Linked DNA regions of Oryctolagus cuniculus: region 2 is linked to region 1. Evidence: chromatin contacts called from public Hi-C data. All regions are on one chromosome and are shown on one strand. The core of a region is the stretch at or near the end of the contact, and the rest is flanking DNA. Distances in the headings are between cores, read along the strand shown. Region 1 has its middle 1.4 Mb from the start of ZEB2. Region 2 holds the start of ZEB2 (zinc finger E-box binding homeobox 2).

What was found. A called contact is a pair of places that touch in the nucleus more often than the background predicts.
Region 2: a Hi-C map of skin fibroblasts shows a contact between it and region 1, with 5 times the contacts expected there. The contact joins the promoter of ZEB2 here to the enhancer-like site in region 1. A contact is called at or near these places in 3 of 6 Hi-C or Micro-C datasets (embryonic fibroblasts, skin fibroblasts and an unstated tissue).

What each region holds. Positions count from the first base shown.
Region 1 is chr3:96,554,549-96,559,797 of mOryCun1.1, reverse strand. No RefSeq gene overlaps it. Among named protein-coding and RNA genes, the nearest start is that of ZEB2, 1.4 Mb to the left of the region's middle. Within about 2 kb of position 3,902, at least 1 of the 8 cell types and tissues checked has an H3K27ac peak or open chromatin away from gene starts, as enhancers often do.
Region 2 is chr3:97,907,780-97,913,113 of mOryCun1.1, reverse strand. It overlaps ZEB2 (zinc finger E-box binding homeobox 2), which reads right to left and starts at 1,899. Exons shown (of 9, transcript XM_070070969.1): 1 at 1,632-1,899. LOC108176842 (a long non-coding RNA gene) reads left to right here and starts at 74. Exons shown (of 3, transcript XR_011387303.1): 1 at 74-244; 2 at 1,652-1,802; 3 at 1,907-2,419. It overlaps LOC138849002 (a long non-coding RNA gene), which reads right to left. Exons shown (of 2, transcript XR_011387302.1): 2 at 5,210-5,334.

The sequences.
Region 1 (5,249 bases), core at 2,653-5,152:
AGGTTGAGTCTGGAGCTCAAAGAAGTCAGTGATAGATATATTTTAGGGTCATCCACATAATGAGGATCTTGAAAGTCACTAGTCTGGTTGAGGACACCAAAGGAGTGACAAAATTATCTATTTTCAAGTTGCAGGCTGTAGCTGTCTTTCCTATACAATACTCCATTCGCATTTATTTTCCCTACACATATTGAGATTTCAAAACTGGGCTGAAATAAACATTGGGGAAGTTTCTATAGTGAGTTTAGCTTCCCCTGAGCCATGTGCAAATGAGCATATTTTATACATATATATTTATATAAAACCTACTCTCATAATACACATTGGTCAAAATGCCTTTGTCTGTTTAAAAAAAATCATATGTGCACTCTACCAAAAAATTCTAACAGCTATTTTTCACTGCATGTTCAAACAAACAAAAGAGGCAAAAAGAGAAACTAAACATTATTTTTAATGATAACAGGCCACAACCTCACCTCAGAAATGTACATGCACACTGAATTGTGCACACATCAGATGGATGCTCTATACCACTTGAAAGCAAATTATTTTTAAAACAAATCCTGCAAGACTTAAGTTAGGGAGCTGGCACTGTGGGGTAGTGGATAAAGCTGCTGCCTGCAGTGCCGACATCCCATATAGGTGCCAGTTTGAGTTCTGGCTGCTCCACTTCCAATCTAGCTCTCTGCTATGGGAAAGCAGTTGAAGATGCCCAAGTCCTTGGGCCCCTGCATCCACATGGGAGACCCAGAAGAAGCTCCTGGCTCCTGGCTTTGGATCAGCACAGCTCTGGCCATTGTGGTTATCTGGGGAGTGAACCAGCAGATGGAAAACTTCTCTCTCTCTCTCTCTCTCTCTCTCTCTCTCTCTCTCTCAATCTTTCTCTGTAACTATGCCTTTCCAACACATAAATAAACCTTAAAAAATAAAAAAAAAACACTTAGGAGAATCTGACTTCTGGCCTCTCTGATGAAACACTGAGGCAGAGCTGGCAAGTTAGAATTTCTAGCATCTAATGTATACAATTCTTGCAAGGAATAGGGTTGGGAGGAGAGAGGTTCGAATCATATAGAACTCCTCACTGTGGGCAAATTCCTGAGTGCTTGTTATATTGTGAATATTCAAATGAACCAATTGATAAATCAGTTATCCAGCATATGGGAAAGACTTCAATTTGCCACAATGTAGAGTGACCTTTTTTAGTAATTTCTTGGGGATAAGGGCTCAGGGTTATTGCAGCAGTTAAGATGCTGTTTGGGACACCAGCATCCTATATTGGAATACCTGGGGTTAGGTTCTGCTCAGCTTTCAATTCCAGGATCCCTCTAATGCAGACCCTTGGGGTGAAGCAGGTGATACCTCAGTCAGTTGGTTCCCTTACACTTGCATGGGAGACGTGTATGGAATTCCATTCTCTTGGCTCCACTTGGCCAAGTTATAGTTGCTGTGAGCATTTGGGAAGTGAACCAGTAGGTGGAAGATCTCTCTCTTTCTCCCTCTCCCCGTTCTCTCTCTCTTAAATAAAAAAAAGTGAATAAATGGAAATATTAAAGAAATTTCTTCAGGTTGAGAAATTTTGTTCCTTGGCCAGGTAAATCAGGTCACCATTATAGTTACTGAGATCGCTTTAGTCCAGGTCTCCCGCTAGAGAGAAATAATTTATCCCTGTAGTGCACAAATCGCTTGTTATGTGTAATCAGTTTGACGGAAATATTTCCTTAGGTCGGACGTGGAATAGGCACTCCTTTTGTGATAGTTTCTTGGCAGAGGGAAACAACTTCAACAAACCAACCTTTTGCCTGTAACACTGCATACACATTTACCACCTCTAACCTTACTTCCAGGCCCGATGATGATAATAATTTTAAGGACTGGGAATTATAAAGCTTACTTGGCAGACTTTTCATATTGCAAGTGATAAATCAAACTTGGGGTGCTTGCCAGCAAAAAGTTATTTCTTATCTGAGAAAAGATATGCGGGTGGATCAGATACAGACAAAGCAATTTGGTTAAAATACATGATGGGTGCAATGGGTGGGCTCTGGTATTATTTTATGGCCTTCCTCATTTTGGTTTTTGGCTCACACACCTCGTCCACAAGCAGTGTCAGTTGGCTATTGCTTTTGAAACAGATTTTCTTACTTTTTTGTTCTTATTTTATGAAGAAACCTATGTTAACCCTTGACTAGTAGAAATAAGAGAAGTGTTTGCCAGGCATAGTCTCAGTCATCCCCCTCCCTTAGGGTATCTGCAGACACTTGCAAACATACAGCAGTGTTTTTCAGTCACCCTGATTTCCTAAGTGTGTAAATCCCCGTATCTTTTCCCCTTTACAGTGAGCTCTCATTTGGGTGCTAATCGTTTGCATTCTTAAATGCCACCTGTTGAAAATAAAAGTCTCATGACATTTGCAAATTTTGGTTCATCCTGGTTCAGCTTTACACAGCAGTCAAATTTCACAGTGCTTAGCAATTACTTTATTAGTTGCTCCACCCAACAACCATATGATGTCAGAAACTTCATCTCCTTCTCCGTCTTGACTTTCAGTCTCTCTCTCTCTCTCTCTCTCTCCCTCTTTCTCTCTCTCTCCCCCCCACAATGCACCATTTATTATTATCTAATTATCTACCAAATCTCTACATGTGGCTCAAAGTAGTCTATATCACTCACAATAGCTAGTATTTGAGAAGATAGTTGTTCTCTTTTCTCTGAGTTGACCAGAAAAGCTGAGACACAGAAGCACAGCCATTTGTCTTATTAGAGATTTGTTGTTTTAGAAACAACACATTACACCACAAGCCAGGAGGCTCCTAGTCCTAGCTGTGTGGCTTTTGGCATCTCACAGAATCGCTGCCAGCCTACATTTCTCCATTGGTTAAAATGAGGCGATTGAATGAGTTCCAGAGTGTCTCTCAGGGATATGGTCCCATTGTTAGGATGTAGCCAGGAACACATATGAGGTAAGGGAAAGATCTGTAGCAAGACACAGTTTGCCAGTCCCCAGGCACAGTGCCCCTCCTGCACATGACATGCTTTCTGATAATGAACCTAAGAGGAAGAGAAGCGGGGATGCATATTTCCCCAAAACCTGATTTGCATACAGAAGACGTACCTTTTACTGAAAAGTTTACTTTTAAAATATTTTTTGAGTTCTTCAAGATTGATTTTGTCCTGTTATCAGAGATTTCCTTTGTATGGTAATTTTCTCAACACAAAGCTTTAACGAGGAAATAAACAGCAGTGGTTGGTTTGCCTACCACAGGGTTTACGTGTTCAATTTCAGCCACAGCATTTACCAACAGCTCAGTGCATTGGATCGTTATGGGGAACCAGGGATTCTTGAAAGGGGCAGGGCAGGATGTCCCTTTCTACAGAGGATGAATGCTGTTTCAGGGGTTCTGGAGTTCTGATTTCAGTCAAGTTCCAGTGGCTTTCAACCACTTCTCTAAATCAGAATGAAGAAGCAGCTTCAGGGGTAGTGTGCATTTTACTGAAATGCACTCTGATTAGGCGTTGAAAGTGCATTTGCTGCGAATCCTTAAACTTTACAGTGCCATCAAAACTTACAGCAGACCCTGTACCCTGAGACAGGGCAGAATCCCCTGCCACACGCTCTCAGGTAGCAGGTGAAGGCACTTGCCTTTAATTACCGTGTGCTTTCCGCTCAGCTTCTCGGCCTCCTGGTCAGCTGCCCCTGAATCTTTGGCAAGGCAGGCCCTGTACAGAGCATGCTCCCCTCACAGGCATTGCGACAAGATTGTGTTTCGGTTCCAAAGGGTTAATCCCAAAGTGAATTCTTCACATGTGTAATTCAATACTTCATAACTGCTGAAAATTGGAGTCCACATAATTTATTTTCTTTGGTCGGGCACATTTGCCTCATGCTTGGCCGGGGCTGACTTCAGAGAGACACACCTAAAACTCTCAAGGGTCCCAAGTGGCCCATGTCAGTTGTACAGAGAGATTGTGGTACTTGGATAGAGCCCAAGGATTAGGTGTTCCTGAGAAGGCTTTTTTGGCTCTACAAAGCCTTAAGATGTCATGGGAATAGGCTGCACTCCCTTTTCCCCCATTGAAGGCCACATATCAACGGGGCATCTAACCACTCAGAGACAGGCTTTACACAAAGGTATACATTAAAATAAATAGAACATGCAACCAGAAAGAACCGAAAGAGGGAGGAATTGCTAAGTGGAGACAGGAAACAATTGCTTCATTGTCGAGGCAGTGATCTTAGAACCGCAGAGTGTAGCGCCATCTACAGGGCAATTTGTAAAGTGGGAGCTTCGGGCTGAAAACGCAGGACAAAACTTGACAAGCAATTTTCTCGCTGTGCAGGCTTCACCTAACTCATAAAAAAAAATCCTACTTTTTCACTGAAAAATGCTCGTCCCTCTGCTGAAAGGAATTGAGAGAATGAGACCGAGATAGAAAGGGAGATGGCAGTTTTTTTTAAGGGGGCTTTTATTCAGCTCCTTCTCTTACTTTGGCAGTAAATATTCTCATCCTCCCAATACTCATTTAATCTCTTTCTTCCCTTTTCAAGAACTTCCTCTCATTTGGTTTCCTCTCATTACTCCTCAGTTTGGGAGGGGGCATGTGTATTTGTACCATTCAAACAAAATAGAAGGCTGTGTTTGTTTGAACACCATTCTTGTACTTCCTGGCAAGCATTTGATTTTAAAGAAGGTTCAGGTTCTTAAGTTTAAAAGAGCTGAACAACTTGAAAGTAATAATTAAAGCCAACTCTGTATGCGCACATTTTCCTCCCCCCACCCTCTTTATTGTAAAAAACCTTGCTTGCCAATGGAGTGGCTGCTGTCTAATGCTATTTCAGCAGGAGACCTGGGTTTCAGGACAAGATCCAGGCCATAGGGGAGACTTGATGGCTCGGGGAATTAGTAATGGGATTTGGAGCCCTTCATTTCTAGGTCACTGGTTTGAATAGAACCCAGGTCAGTAATGACTGAAAGTTGTTACCACCCGACGCCTGCTCTTCCTGAACTGATCTGAGATTGCCCACCATTCCATCCCCCAGTGCCTGTGGCCCAGCTGCACTAATGGAATTCATTGACAACCTAGCTGTTATGACTTAGGACTCAATGTGAGGCAGCCCAGGCTCTGCTATGTGCAGAGGCAGGGTCCACACCCTGCTTCATCTGCCTTCTCATGGGAAAATGCAGAGGGAGAGGGAGAGAGAGAGGAAGAGCGAGCGAGGGAGAGAGCACTATTCTGCATTTCTGTTTACT
Region 2 (5,334 bases), core at 650-3,149, 1.4 Mb before region 1:
AACTGTCAAAACTTGGAGAAAGGGGACTCGGAGGCAGGCAGCAGAGGAGGAGAATCCTGAAACTCGGTGGAGGTTGGGAAGATGCTGTGCCTCCAGGATTAGTTTAAACAGGGGGCTATAAAAGATGTAACAGATGCAAACTGTAACACAAGGGCCATTAACCCTTTCTCTGCCGAGCACACTCGGTCCCCACGCCCCGCACCTATTGTCTCCTGTGCGAGCAGCTTTGCGGAAAACCTGGAAAGTGAGTATCAGTTTCCACACGTTTGCTGAGAGGGGAGGGGGGGTGCGGAGAGAAGGGGAAGTGGATGTTTCAGAAAGCACCTTAAATTTACCTAAGCATATACAGTAGGAGACGTTTCATTGAAGTTTGACACATTTTATCATTTCTTGCCTGTCCTGTTGAGTTGAAATTGGGGTGAGGGTGGGGGAGAGGAATCCTGAAATAAAGAAATGGTCACACAAGTGTCTGGGACCAAGCAGCTGGCCTGTCTGTATTCATGCTGAGACTTACACGCGATTGAATATAAATACATGTTTAATAAAGTAAGTTGTTAGCTTTATGAGCATGGGTGTGTGAGGGAGAGACAGGGCATTTGTGCTATAAACTTTATCTTTGCCTGTTATTCCTAACTCTGGAGTTAGCAATCGTGCCCTCCTCATTACAGGAGGAGCATGTAAAATATATGAGAAGGTGGAAGATAAACACATTCATGTTCGCAGGGCTCACCACTCTTCCTGGGAACTCCTGCTATCTCTCCCTCGACTTTCCAGTGCCAAAGTGTAGAATGGGATATATGTGTGTATGTGTGTCTCCTATTAAATCTATGGCTATGAGACTTTGCCATTTAAAATACAATTTCAAAAGTTAGGCTTATTTAAAACCCAGATATCCTGAAGTACTTTTCTTCCCAGCTGTAGTGAGCCCCCCCCTTCCACTTTGGTAAAGGACTCAAGTTCCATGAGGACTTTCACTTCTTTATTTATTATCACAGAAGTGAGGTGTTACTTCACACACATACACACACACAGAATGAAATAAAGAAATGAAACTCGCTAAGCAGACAAAAACAGGCAACTTTCTGCTTAGAAAACAGCCTTCCCCGGTGGGAGAGGCAGCACTGCCATGTCTAACAGCAAGACTGGCCCCCGAAATTTGGTAGGTTTGCATCGATCAAGTTTTGTAATTATTAACAGGTATTTGCCAAGTTTTAATTACTGACTATAATGATTTGGAAGTAGATGCAAAAATACAGCAGAAGCTTTCCCTTGGACGAGTTTTTATTTCAGCCATACAGTTCCCCAAAAAAACTTTTCCTAGGCAGGGTAGCAAAAGGCACCTTTGGTTACCTGAATGGACAGGTACAGGGCAAATTATTTTGGGCGGGGGACAAAAAGGAGAGAAAAGGAAGGAGACTGAGCGAGAGTGTGAGAGAAAAAGCGAGGAAGCCACTCTTGGGAAAAGCACGCCATAAAAGACTTCACCCACCTGAAATTCCTACCCACAGACACCCCTCTCACTTCACACTCACATCCCCACTCAAAATGAGAGCATTAGAAAGGAGGATGGGTGACGAGCACACCAAAAAAAGGATAAAAAGAGGGGAAAAAAGGAGGGGAAAAAAACCTACCTGCGAAGTCTTGTTTGTAGTTTTGGCCAGAAATGGTGAGAAGAAAAAGCATGAAGAAGCCGCGAAGTGTGGGGGAGAAAAAGGTGGAAGCGAAGAAACAGCTCCCGGAGTAAACTGCACAAAACCTCGCCAAGAGTGTCGGGAGGCAGGACCGTTATTCCTGCGGAGCAGGTTAGAACTGATCTCTTTCGGCCACTCCAGGAAACACAAACCTGGGGACGGACTGACGTGTTACGCCTCTTCTAATGACATTTTTTTCTTTTTCTTTTCTGTAGGAGAGAGAGGAGAGACCCTGAAACACGCGCCACCTATCTTTGTGGGGAGGGATAATTGAAGCGCCCTGAGCGTGAGCATCATGTGAAAACGTGATCGCCAAGTTTCTCTCTGGGAAAGGATCTGGGATAGATTATACCTTGAAGTCTCCGCAAACGCTTTAGTGGAAGAAATGAAATTCCACCTCCCTCCCTTCCTCTCTCCCTCCCTCTCGCCTCCCTCCCTCCCTCCCTCCCTTCTCCACGCCCCCCCCCCCCCCCCCAGCCTTTGGCATCATTATCCTCATCACTAAATCCTACAGAGTACAGGGCGGAAAACGGTGCACACCATTCACAGAACTGGAGAACTCCGAGGGGCGAAAGTTAAAGGGAAAGATCCCGGGTCCTCAATCTATATTGCCTCTTCTTGTGCAGATAGCTTAAGTGACCAGATTTGAGATGCACATCTAATAGCATGAGTATCTTAGCACGGCTTTATCCTTTCTCTTAAATTAAAAAAAAAAAAAAAAAAAAAAAGCCAGAGCTAGGGGGAGAAATGCTGTATGTGAACTGAATCTTAGGGGGTGTGTGTGTGTATGTGTGTGTGTGATTGGGATTGGAACCCAATATTTAAAAGTAGTTTGGCATTTTAATGAAGGGTCTCTAAGTAAATTAACATAGAGCACTGGGTTGACTGATCTTTGAGTCTCTCTACATCTCACCGAGACCTTACTACAAAGTGAGAGAGTGTGTGTAGGGAGGAAGGAGGAAAAAGAGAAAGGCCATAGAGGAACTTAGCAGGGAAGGGAGAGCGGGATATTAAACGACATGGGGTCTGAGTTTTGGAGTACTTTTTTTTGATATTGCAATTAAAGTAAAATTAAAAAGAAAAGACTCCACCTTTGCTCTGAAGGGATTGGTTATGCAAATATGGAAGGGATTTCCTGGAGAATACAGCTTTCTACTGTATGGTTAATTAAATAATCACTCAAAAGCTTCCAACGTGACGCTTCTGTCGTAATCCAATCAGGTTACATAGGTCCTAAACAAGAAAGATATTTTCCACATCTGGAAGTCAGCAATTTAGCAAGTACTGCACATTATTAACCAATTCAGAGCCCACTTCCCAGGGGAATTTTTTTTTTGAAGTTTAAGTGTTCTTAACCAATGCTCTGCTGTTTTGTTCATCAAAAAGCTGGTTTACACTGCACATAATTGGAACTAATATAGAAGTAAATAAAGACAGCCAAATTTGAGGATGCTGCACACAAGCATTTATCGGAAAAGGAAGAAATCTCTTAGCCTCCGATGGTTCAGGCTCAATTTCTTAAAGTCCTGGGAGGCTTTTTTTTTTTTTTTTTTTTAAGAGTGAAAGTACTTTAGAACCTCAAAGCACAAATAAACTTCCAATCCCACATATTTTGGGCTTCCTTAGAAAAGTAAGGTGAAGGTGGGAAGAGCACACAGAGCTGTCTCACACCAATTTTTCCGCTGTTAATACTGTTCAATATGTTACAGCCCTCTGTTTTCAGTCTGATGAAATCTGAAACAAATAATACCCTGATCCAACACTAGACTTTTACTTATATTAAGATAAACTGCTTTGAACTGTGCTTTGAATGTGTGCCTAAAGCAAGACTTTGAATGCAAGAGTCACTAGCAATTGCACTCAAAAGAGGGAAAAGCCACCACATGGGTTGCCACATCCACACTCCCAGAGGTATTTTGTATGTTGTATGTTTTGTATTCCGTATATTTATTTATTGAGTGCGTGTGTGGGGTGTGTATGGGGAGGGGGGAGAGTAATAACCACCCAGCATGACCACAGTTAGAGCTTGTTCCAGGTTGCAAAAAAGTCAATTTTCTCAGGCTCACCTCTTTCCCAATTTGAGTCTATTACAAAGAGAATAGTTGGATAAATGAGTCTCTTCCCATCCCCATAACAGATAAAGTATTTCCTACAAAAGAGGAATATTCAAGATCCGCAGTCTAAAAACAATTTAGTAGTCAAGAAAAAGATTTCCAACATGGGTCAGATACATTCTTAATTTTATATTTTACATTTATCTTGCCATTATATATCTAAACTAAATATACCTATGACTTATCAAGTTCCTCCTCTGAGATTTATCACCACTGTGAATATCTTCCTCCTCCTCTCTCTCTCATTTTTTATTTAGAAAATTGGAATCTGGATTTCTCTGGAAGTTTGCTTCTCAGCTGCCCTACTCCAGTGCTGGAGAAAGCAGGAGCCCATTGCCCACAGTTCAGGCAAAGCTCCCCTCCAGGAGCCCAGGTAGCTACTGGAAGCCTACAGCCCAGATACACAGAAGCATCACCTCAGGTCAAAGGATCCAATCGAATAGCTAACAAAACACTTGTCTTTATTATGTATATTAAATGTCAGGTTACTTAGGATCTGACATTAAAAAAAAAAAAAGACCATTAAAAGCACCTAATCATCTGATTACCCCGGGCTCAGTAATCGTTGGAGTGGCAGGAGGCAGCCCCCAACATTTAACACAGGGAGTTCCGATACACAAATATTTGATGGGGTTTAAACAAGGGAAGGGACACCAATAGTTCAGGTTTCCATCCAGGTGGACCCTTGGATCATGGCACGAGAAGGGTCCCTGTGAGGGCTGAGCGCGCAGCTAGGTTGCCCACCGCCCCTACTTGGCACGCCCCTCCCCAGGCGTTTGGCCGAGAGAGTTCCCAGCAGCGCAGATGCGTTGGGACCGGAGGAAGCCCGCATATAAATTTGTTCGGAACACTCAGTCCGAGGGCCAGGTCGGGGACAATAGGGATCGTGGGATCAGCGGGATGCAGGAGCGCAGGACGCAGGGAAAAGTCGAGAGAGGACTGGGGGCTGCTGGCTTTGGGCTCCTCCCGCAGGAAAACAAGTCCTGCAAATGAACTGCTCCTTTCTGGTCTTGTCTTCCCCATGAATAATCCACTCCGAGATCAGCGCGGAGGAAGGGGATTAAAACAACAGATACATACATGCAAATGTGAAATACTACTGCAGTCGACGTTGGAGGGGAGAAAACAATTCCTTAGGGTTTCCTTGGGTAAGACAAATTGCCTCCCTCAGGATTCCCTCCACTCAGGCAGGGTGAGAAGGATGCACTTTTGTTTTCCAGTTCCCGGCAGCCAGGACCCTGTGCCTGTCCCCCCATTCACCTCTCAGTCTGTCAATTTCCTCAACTTTCACAGCCGCTCCCCGCCCCCCGCTCCGCTCGCCCTCCCCAGATGCCCGGGGAGATACAATGTTTCTGCCCTTGAACACGCAGGCTGCAGAAGGAATTCGAATTTGGCCACAGCTAATTTTTTTTTAAAAAGCAAATTTTGTTTATTTTGTACAATGTAGAGAAAATAAGAAGAGGAAGAAGGAACCAGTTCTCGTTTAGAGACGGAATTGATCTTTCTTCTGGAGGGATTCTTTCGACCCT